Linked DNA regions of Mus musculus: region 2 is linked to region 1. A link is a contact called in public promoter capture Hi-C data. All regions are on one chromosome and are shown on one strand. Each heading gives the region's core, a stretch centred on a gene start, on an enhancer-like site or on the middle of the called end of the contact. The rest is flanking DNA. Distances are from core to core; before and after follow the strand shown. Region 1 overlaps Gm6410 (a long non-coding RNA gene). Region 2 has its middle 140 kb from the start of 4933430N04Rik.

The links. Promoter capture Hi-C pulls out the DNA fragments that hold promoters and counts their contacts.
Region 2: a promoter capture Hi-C map of cranial neural crest shows a contact between it and region 1. The contact joins two enhancer-like sites. A contact is called at or near these places in 2 of 39 promoter capture datasets (cranial neural crest and frontonasal cranial neural crest).

What each region holds. Positions count from the first base shown.
Region 1 is chr8:4,675,847-4,680,767 of GRCm38.p6, reverse strand. It overlaps Gm6410 (a long non-coding RNA gene), which reads right to left. Exons shown (of 2, transcript XR_378684.4): 1 at 2,202-4,921. Among named protein-coding and RNA genes, the nearest start is that of Gm6410, 3.5 kb to the right of the region's middle. Within about 2 kb of position 2,102, at least 411 of the 459 cell types and tissues checked have an H3K27ac peak or open chromatin away from gene starts, as enhancers often do.
Region 2 is chr8:8,989,712-8,995,074 of GRCm38.p6, reverse strand. No RefSeq gene overlaps it. Among named protein-coding and RNA genes, the nearest start is that of 4933430N04Rik, 140 kb to the left of the region's middle. Within about 2 kb of position 2,509, at least 72 of the 459 cell types and tissues checked have an H3K27ac peak or open chromatin away from gene starts, as enhancers often do.

The DNA of each region.
Region 1 (4,921 bases), core at 853-3,352:
TTAGGGTTAGGGGTTAGGGAATAGGGTTGGGTTTAGGGTTTAGGGCTTAGGGTTAGGGTTAAGGGAGGGCCTTTTTTAAAAATTATTTTTTCCCAGCTCTCTCTTGCTCTGGTCACTCACTCACTCACTCTCTCTCTCTAGCTGGTTTGCTGTGGTTTCTATCCCTGCTGGGAGGGAGGGAGGGAGGGAGGGAGGGAGGAAGGAAGCCCAAACTCTTCTGCACTGACTGGCTTCCTTCCTTCCTTCCCTGCTTCCATCCTTCCTTCCTTCTTTTTTTTTTTTTTTAAATTTATTTTAGGTGTGAGGAGGGCACTGTACGCAGATCCCGTGACAGAGGACAGTTGAATTCCAATCCCAGTTGTCCCTTCTTTTCTTATTTTTATTCTTTTTCTTTTTTTTCCTTCTTTTTCTTTTCCTTTTGGCCTTTTTATATATATGTAAATGTATGTATAAATGTATATGTAAATGATATGTAATTGTATATGCAACTGATATGTGTATGTAAATGCACATATGAATAAATTTGCAAATATTCAAATGAGATTTAGATGTGTGGGCGGTGCCTAATTCTGGTGGGCATGGCATTAGAAGGAATGGGCATGGCTGGGTGCAGAGGGTGTGGCCTGAGTGTGGTGAAACTGGCCTAAAGAATTATGGGTGGGCGTGGTCTGGATAGGATTGGTGTGGCATTAGGAAGTATGGGTGTGTCCTGACCAATTGAGGGCATTGTTGTTGAATAGTGGGAGTAGACTGAAGATCTGTGGGTGTTTTCTGTAGTGGAAGTGTCCTAAAGGAGTATGGGCATGGTCTGAGAGTAGTGGGTGTGCCCTGAAGGAGGATGGGCGTGGTCTCAGAGTAGTGTGCTTGGCCTAAAGGAGGGTGGGCATGTTCTGAAGCTGCATGGGCATGGCCTAAATGAGGGTGGGCGTGGCATTTGAAAGCATGGGCATGAATATCATTTGCATATTTGCTTATTCACATATGCATTTACATGTACACTTGCGTGCACATTGCATATACAATTACATATCATTTGTATGTGCATTTATAAATACATTTACATATATGAAAAGACCAAAAGACAACTGGGATAATTCCCACAGTGACTCGCAACTGAGGATAGCCACGTGGGTAGGGTGTCCTCCTCAAACCTAACATGAAGAAACAAAAAAAAGATTCAGAAGTCAGCCAGTCCTTCTCAGTGACTATGTAAATGTCTATGTAAATTTGTGGATGTGTCCTCGCTGTCTATGTAAATGTCTATGTGTATTTGTGGTTGTGTTCTGAGTAACTATGTAAATGTCTACATAAATATCTCTGTAAATTTGTGGGCATGTTCTCAGTGTCTATGTAAATGTCTATGTGGGCGGGCCTACCAATGTGTGGGCAGGCCTAAAGATGTGTGGGAGTGGCCTAAAGATGTCTGGGCGGGCCCAAAGATGTTATGGAGTGGCCTAAAAGTGTCTGGGCGGGCCTAATTTGAGGTGTGTTCTGTCTCTGTAAATTTGGGGGCGTGTTCTAACTGTCTATGTAAATGTATATGTAAATTTGGGGGCGTGTTCTGACTATGTAAGTGTCCTAAAGATGTGTGAGAGGAGCCTGAGTGTAGTGGGAGGATCCTAAGGATGTGTGGGAGGGGCCTGAATGTAGTGGGAAGGTCCTAAAGATGTGTGGGAGTGTCCTAAAATGTGTGGGAGGGGCCTGAGTATAGTGGGCGGGTCCTAAAGATGTGTGGGAGTGTCATAAAGACGTGTGGGAGGGGCCTGAGTGTAGTGAGAGGGTCCTAAAGATGTGTAGGAGTGGCCTAAAAAAGTGTGGTAGGGGCCTGAGTGTAGTGGGAGGGCCTAAAGATGTGTGGGAGGGGGCTGAGTGTACTGGGAGGGCCTAACGTTGTGTGGGAGGGGCCTGAGTATAGTGGAAGTGTCCAAAAGATGTGAGTGTCCTAAAGATGTGTGTGAGTTGCCTAAGGATGTGTGGAAGAGGCATAAAGCCCTGTGGGCATAGCCTGAGTGTTGTGGGCGGGGCCTAAAGTCCTGTAGTAGTGGCCTGAGAGTATTGGGCAGGGCATGAAGCTGTGTAGGCTTGGCCTGAGTGTAATGGGTGTGGCTTGAGTGTAGTGGGAACAGCATTAAAGCCGTGTGGGCGTGATCTAGGTGTAGTGGGTGTGACATAAAGACGTGTCGGCAGCGGCTGTGACCTACCACGTCACGGCGGCTGTGGGAACGGAGGCGTCTGACTGACATTGGGGTCACCGAGCGACCGGGGCGCATGGGTCGCGGCAGTTACCGTTGGGACGGGGAAACCCCGGCCTCGGCGTCAAAGTCTACGTCAGTGGGCGTGGCAGTGCGCGCACACCTCGATGATGCCGGCTCTGACGTCACAGGAGTCAGAACGCGGAAGCGGGCTCAGGAACCGAATTCACTGTCTGTCTTCAGCTGAGGCGGAATTTACAGCAGGTGTAAGAGTGAGGCAGGGGGATTCCTGTGAGTAAGGAAGGAACTGAGGCAGGGGGATGACCGTGACTGCACGGACCTGAGACAACAGGAGAGAGACTTCCGGTACGCAGCAGGAAGCCCCGCCCGCTTGGCCTTGACTGAGGCAGGGGCTTGCGCTTTATTTTTCTTTTCTCAATATATAAACAAACGCAGTGATGTAGCCGCCCCCTCCGCCTGTCAATCACCGTCTCCGCCCACTGAGCTGTGCTCGCCAATCAGAGAAAAACCTCGCGGGGCTCAGAGGACCCAAACCCGGGACTGGGACAGAATTACGACTCCTAGCATGCCTAGGGGCTACCGCCACCTCACTTCCTGTGGCAAACAGGAGATCCCGCGCGAGGAGGGAAGTAACTACAACTCCCAGCATGCACTAGAATTATTGAACCATAACTTTCTGCGCCAGACAGGATGTGCCTCCGGCCCGGACAGGAAGTCCGATCGGTCTGCTGCGGCCGCAGGGGTTGATGGGAGATGCAGTCCAGTCAGGAAGCTTCGCCTCATGCGTGCCCCGTCCTGCTCGCTGTTTCCGGTCGTACCGAATGGCACCGTGACTGACGGCACGGAGAGGCTTCCAGTGGGCGGCGGGAGCCCCTCTGCGGCGGCGGCTGAGGAGCGAAGCGGGAGCGGGAAACGGAATCACTGTCTGCAGCTGAGGCACGGGGCGGGGGATGACAGCGGGTGTGAGAGTGAGGCAGGGGGATTCCCGTGAATAAAGGAGCTGAGGCAAGGCCATGACAGCAACTGCACTGACATGAGATGGTAGGAAGCCCCGCCCGCTGGCCAGTGACTGACGGCACGGGTTTCCAATCCCCGGTCATTGAACGGCAGGGGGGGCGTGTCGAGGCGGAGAAACCGCGGAACGGAGGAATATTCGAGGACGGGGAATCTGCGCATGCACTGCTGCGCCGGCGGGCTAGAGGACCGGAAGTCCAGGCTGCGGTTCCGCTACCACGCGAATTCTCATGCCACCCATACATTCAACATTTGGTCTCTGTCCCTAAATCACATAACATACAGCAGACACATCTGCTGTTCAATGTTAAGCTACTTTGCAAGCATGGTGGGTTTATATTTTTAATTTTATTATTTTGGATTTTGTTGTTCGAGATAAAAATTTCTCTGTGAAACCCTTTCTGACCTGTTAGTAGGTACAGACACATCAGCCACCTATCATGTTTTTGTACGATAAGCATATGCTTTTGTGCTAAGGAAGCTTCTTAAGAATACCATCTTGTTTAAGATTTACATGAGGAAAAAGGAATTAGATGGGAGACATCTCTGAAGTCAGGAGAAAGATGAAGAAACTACGAAGTCAGCAGAAGCATCATACAATGTGGCACACTCAGGAGAAGTCTAATCAAACTGTGCTGCACAAGAGGAACTCAGTGTAAATGAAAAACATTTCTGGCCGAGCCTCTCGTGGCCTTGGGACTGATAACCACAGCCCCATATGGTAGGAAGAGTTGTGCTCTCAGAATCTGATTCAACCCCTCCCCCTCCAAAGGCCCTGGCCCCACACCATTACCAGCACTCCCAAGCACATTCCTGGTTTTAGGAAACGAGCTCTGTTTTATCTCTACACCCAGACCTCTAGGTAAGCATCCAAGGAGCCAGCTGAGTAAGCCCGAGGCTGTGACTGGCTTCGCCAAGCGTGTTCCTGGGTTTCAGAAGGAGCTAGGTCATGCTCCAGACATGGGGACCTCAGGGAAAGTGTAGCTTGACCAGGCCAGTATGCAATACAACAGAGATTTCTTTCCTTTTCTTTTTTCCCTTTTTGGCATGGTTGTCATCTTACCCATGTGGCAGAACTATGCCTTTCTCAAGAAGAAAACTGAACCTTTATGGCACACCAGGCCTTGTTGATTGTGATTCTATAATGCCCCATTGAGCAGATGGATAGAGGCCTGCTCTTTGATAAGGAGGTGGGCCTAGTGGCTGGTTGTAAATTAAGTTTGATTCCTTTGTTATGGTTTGGAGCCATATTTCTGGGCAATCCTGTTGAACAAGCATGTGTATGCTAGCATCCTAAACTCAAACTGCACTGGTTAGCACATTACTTATTTGTGGGATGTTTTACAGGCAGTGCACCCTCAGCTAAATTCTACTTGCTGTGCCTTTCTATCCCCTAAGCTTTCGTAAATCCATTACAACATAAGTTCTACTCTTTTAAATCACAGCTTGACATTGGATTGCTACCCAGCACATGACATGCCTTTTACAACCTCCACAAAATTAACTCCAAATGGATTGTCCACCTTCATGTGAAATGCTAAGATCAGAACTTGTAGAAACTAGGACTCTCCGAGTTTGGGATCATGCCAAGAATTTTCTACACACAAGCCAAATGCTCTGCACAGTTGCAGCTCCCACAGTGAAGTTATTCATAAGTTAAGGCTGGGTCCAGCAAGTGGCTAGGACCTCAGGGG
Region 2 (5,363 bases), core at 1,260-3,759, 4.3 Mb before region 1:
CCTGGACCACCTTAAAAGCGTTCTTGGTGTTTTAAGCAACCCACAGGCAAGATCCCGGTTAAAGACTGGTGCTAAATCTTTGAATCAATTAATCAGGAGCCTGCGCAGAGCCACCCTACCCAGCTGCATGGACGGCCCGCAACTCCGGGCTGGGGATTCACCAGTTTGCCTCTGTGGCTGCCCTATTGTCGCGCTTGAAAAGAACATTCCCACAGTGCTGGCTCTAAAAACAATAAACATCGTATGTAAAAAGAAATGACATAACCTTGGCACTGATAAGGAGCGTTTCCCAGGGCTGCGGGGACTGTCTCGGGAGGGGCGACAGGCCACCCCCACTCTGGGGCCTGGGAGGAAGTGTCCAAGGAGGCCTGCTGGGGCCCTTGGGCTGTCCCAGCACAAAGAGCTAGGAGTGGGCAGGTCCCTCCCAGCCTCTGGAAAATCAATCTAAGGAAGTCTGATGCCATGGAACGGTTTCCTGTCCACTGTGTGGGAAATCTAGCTGAGTGCAAGCGCTGGTAACAATGGGACAATATATTATAATAAACAGGAAAAATAGCATTGGCCACGGAAATCAATAGCCTGAGTTCACCAGGCATTCATAAGATTGACAAGTGAATAAATTAAAACCAAAAGGTTAGCACACTGAAAGAGAAGTTAATTTTATGTCCGCCCTGGAGCCCCCTCTTTTGAGGCGCAAATTAAGACTGTGTATAATAAAATGAACATAAAGTCTCGAATTTAAAATAAAGCCTTCCTTAGGACTTACATGGTTAGACAAGCAGAGATTCCTTTACAGGCTCCCCCATGCATGGGTAGTCTCAGTCAGGCTGCATTTGCAACCCCCTCCACAGCGTGACCAAAGACTTATTTAAAGAAATTTCTTGCTTTAAATAAACCTGCTCTCAGCAGCCAACTGTTCCTCCAGGAAGTGATGGGACACCCCAATTCACTGTAGAGGCTTACCCAAGCAGAACCGAATGGAGCAGCCTGCACGCTGCTCTTTAATTTAAAGGAGAGAGGAAAAAGCCACTCGAGGCTCCTCCAAACCCCCAAATAATTATAAACAAGAGAACGTAACTGACTCTAGAGCCCACCTGGGTTAAACAAACAGATCAGCTCACAGTCTTCTGGCTTTGTAGCAGCTTCCCTTTCTTAAAAATGTTTTTAAGTTTGGGCTGTCTCTTAAGCCATAAAACTGCTTTAATTAGAATTCACCCGTGAGCATGGCTTGTGATAAAGTGTTCAATGTACCAAATTCCTTCTGATTACTAATAAAGACACAGCCTTGTTGGGCTGGTGGAGCCACGGGCTGAGGGTTTTTGAGACAATTAATTCTCATCCGGGTTCTGCAGCTGAGTTTCACTACAGGTTTGTTTCTCTAAGTGTGGATCTACCCCAGTTTCTGAGCATTTGTTTGATCATATCAGAGTGCAGTAAACAAGTCTCTGGCGGCAGGTGAGCTATTCCATGGACTATCAAGTTTGACTCAAAAACCGCGGGGAAGTTTTGCTGGGCTTTGAAGATGCTCTGGGGTCATCCCTGGTTTCTCCTGTTTTGTTTGACTGTAGCAGTTTCTGCCCAGGGAGGAGCACTGATGGAATCTATTGTTTAGGGAGTTTGAATGGTTTAGTCTTCAGTATATATTAACTAACCAAGGAGGTGCTGGACACATGACGGTGGATTTATGAAACTGTCCACCTGGGAGCTCATTAAAGCATAAATTCAGGACAGCCAGAGTTTATCTAAAATAACCCCCCTGCTATGTTTTAGGAGGTTGTGGGGAGGTTTATAAATAGCTGACTAGAATCCTTTGATCAGTTTATTATATATAATAAATCCCTAAAATTTTAGAGGGGTGGTGAGAATTTGGGGTTGCTGTTGTACATGTTTTGAGGAGTTTGCCAAGGAGGAGCTAAAAAGTCTAATTAATTAATTAATTTTATTTATTTACTTATTATTCATTTATTATAAACTCAGTAAGCTTATATTTAAGGGAATTCACATGTGACTTCTTCATTGCCCATGAGGGTTATTTATTAAATTAACTCGTTTTTCATTCTATCCTTTGCAGCTGATGAAAGAGAAGGGAAGTATCTGCCATCGCCAGCAGAGGGCAGTAGATCCCAGGGAAATTTCTGCTTACTTAAAAGCTAAAGCTTGCTTTAGTAGGCACAAAAAAAAAAAAAAAAAAAAAAAAGTCCTACCGTGAAAGCTTTTGCCAACATTCTGGCGTCAAAACGCAGGAAGACCTCAGCACTTCCTGGAAAATCCACTCTGTTGTGAACCTTCCCACCCAGGACTCCATATTGTCTAAAGCAGCCAGAAATAGAAATTGACTTCCCCTCCTAGCTCTTGGTTTAATTTAGCATCAACCCACCAAGCAGCAGAAAGGGCTGGGGCTGTATTCTGAAAAAGCACAGGGCGCTTTTGCTCAGTGTTAACAGGCATCATCAGGGCCTGATGTCAGCCAGGCCTGCAGTCAGCAGCCAACAGGAGTATAGCACCTTGGGCTTTGTGTCCGCATCCCCGCGGGAAGCTGACCCTGTTCCCTCCCACAGCAGCATTCTTTCCCTATGGCCTTCTCTGTCCGGGTTTTCGCTGTACATCTGACATCGTGGAAACCTTCTGCCTGATCACCCAGGGCTGAAGGAAACATAAATGCAAGCAAGGCTTCAGGTTCACCCTTGGACCTCAGGTTCTCCTATGAACTTTAACGGAGATGCTGGGTTAGGAAAACATTCTTTCTTAGGGCACAGCCCTTGATTCCCCTGTCTCTTGCAATGGGCAAGGGACGTTTATGAGGGCCTGCCTTGTCTTCCATACTCAGCTCTCCCATGACCTTCCCCTTCACAAATCACAACTGCAAGTCACTGTCCCCACCCCCACCCCTGACTTTTCGTGCCTCTGCTTCTGTCCTTGTTTATGAGTCTCACTTCTTACTGCTCCGGATTTTTCCTTGGTTCGGACTCTTCCAAGGAGAGCGAATCTAAGGGTAAAGGGCAAGGACTAACGTGAGCACCTTGAGCACCGGGAGGGTGTCGTGAAACAAAGGCAGCTGTGCCTTATGTAACTGCAGTCAATCAAATTGACTTCGGTGAGTAGGACTGGGGTAATTTCAGTAATGAGTGGGCTTGCTTTTTAAAAATTCATTGTATTATGAAAAGGAGGGGGGAAAAAACGAGTTTCTGAGTAGCTACCTCTCCCGCTGAAGTCGACATGAACTCTAAGGATTTAAAAGTCTTGTCCTTCTTTTAAAAAAAAAAAAGGATGGCACTTTTGGCTTTAAATGTGTCTTTGGGGTTGTATGTTGGTTTGAACTGAGGGACAACACGAAGCCAGCATTTTCAAATATTCCCAATCAAAGCAGAATAAGAACTCATGTTCTTCAAAGAAATGTTGTGTTGTCATTCTGGTAATGCCTATTTACTTTTAAAGGGAAGAAATTAAAACTAAATAAGGGTCATGCAGTCTCTAAGAGCTACACAAACTCAAACTGTCCAACAAGCAGGATTTCTGGCCCCTACTCCAAAACACTTGGCATCTTTCAGCAAGGTCTCACCCCAGATGAAGACTTCCTGTTTCCCTGAACAAAGGACCTTGGGTGATGATCACCTGGTGGCTGTGTCGGCTTTTGAAAGTCACTGTCAACATTTTCTCTGCTGGTCAGAATCCAGAGGATGCCTGTGTGGGCTTGTTCTGTTTTTCGTGTCCCCAGGCTGTAATTATTTCCACTGATCTCAGGGAGCACACACTAGTTCTCAACCCTCACAGGGGTTTATGGGCCGGGGCCGTAGGAAGTGTCTGGCTGTGACTCAAAAACTTGACCTTCAGGCCAGACTCTGAGAGACGCGCAGCCAAGGAGGCCTGCGCAAGCCCTCATCTTCCATTTCCTAAATAAGCAAGCCTGAAGCTGGAGATGTCTCCCAAAGAGGCTGACTCTCGCCAGATGGTAGGATGGCTGGCCCATGCACCCTTGTCCTAAGCCCAAATTTGTTCATCTTCATTTTCATTGGTCAAGATTTTAACATCTGGGCACCGGATAGAAAAATACACCAGCATTCCTCTGCAGAAGTATGCAAAGAATGAAGCCAAGTCGTCTTGAACCTTCTCCAGGCTAAACAGTCGTGGCTCTCTGTGTCTATGGTGTCATAGCCTACCCCCTGGCTTTGCCAAGGCCATATAGCTCACTCACTAAGTTCTTCGTAACCCACAGCTCTGGGAATTGAGCAGTGTGTTCCATGTGGCCTGGCTAACATGGGCTGATGATGCTGGCTCACCTGTGTCAGCAATGCTAAACCATTTCTGTACACCCCAATGACTTTGAGCAACGGGCTAAAAATAGACACATCTAAGCCCTTTTCTTAGAAACGCATGTTTCTAATGACCCAGAAAACTGCTTTTTAAATAAGCAAACTAACAGGGCCAACGCTGGGCATTTTGAGGAGTTTCTTTAGAGGTCTGGTTCTCATGTGGCATTCATTCTATTTCTTTGGTTCTAGTGTGCTTTAAGACCCATACTGATGTTGATCAACTTGAACATCTCACAAAGACCCTACTAGATACCCCTAACTACAGATACTCAAGTTTAAGTCTAAATCAAAAAATGTTACATTTACTCCTGACAGGTGAAATATAGGTGACCCATTAAATCTGAAGGCTAACACATACACACACACACACACACACACACACTAAGTGAGACTTATTTACATGAAAAAAAAATTATTTAGTGCCTCTCCAAAGCTCAGATGTAACTCTTTGCCCATATTTACCAACTTCAGCAACCCTGCCCTATGGAAATGTCTGGATCTGATTGGTTTTTCTAATCAGGCTTTTCTATGGCCAAGATGTGTTGCGCGCGCTCAACTGGCCAGGAAGAACGACGCTGCTACAGGATCCTTCTGCACACGTTTATTCAGTCCTGTTTCTTCTTTCTCTATATTTCCCTTGTTTATATCTCCCTTGTTTTTATATCTCCCTTGTTTATATCTCCCCCGAACCCTGGGCCTCTCACTCCTTTTATACTCTCTCTCACCGCAGGCCACGCCCCCTCGCCAGTCACGAGGCTTCAGCTAATCAGGGCAGCAGGGGCAAATCTCCACCAAATTGGATTCACCTGTGTCCTGGTACACCTGCGCAGCACTCAAGATGTTTGTGTCTTATATGAGGAAGTCAGGTGCAAGTCATATGACTTAGCTGCAGTCCCTGGCGCCTTTGGGACTACCGCCACACCCGCTCCCCACAAAGATGCACCTGGGATCTGTCCTGGGGTCTGTCCTGGGACTGTCCTGGGTCTGTCCTCAAGTGTTCTTGTCTCCTGCACCTACTGCTTCTATCCCTGAACATCAAGGAAGTTCCTGTCC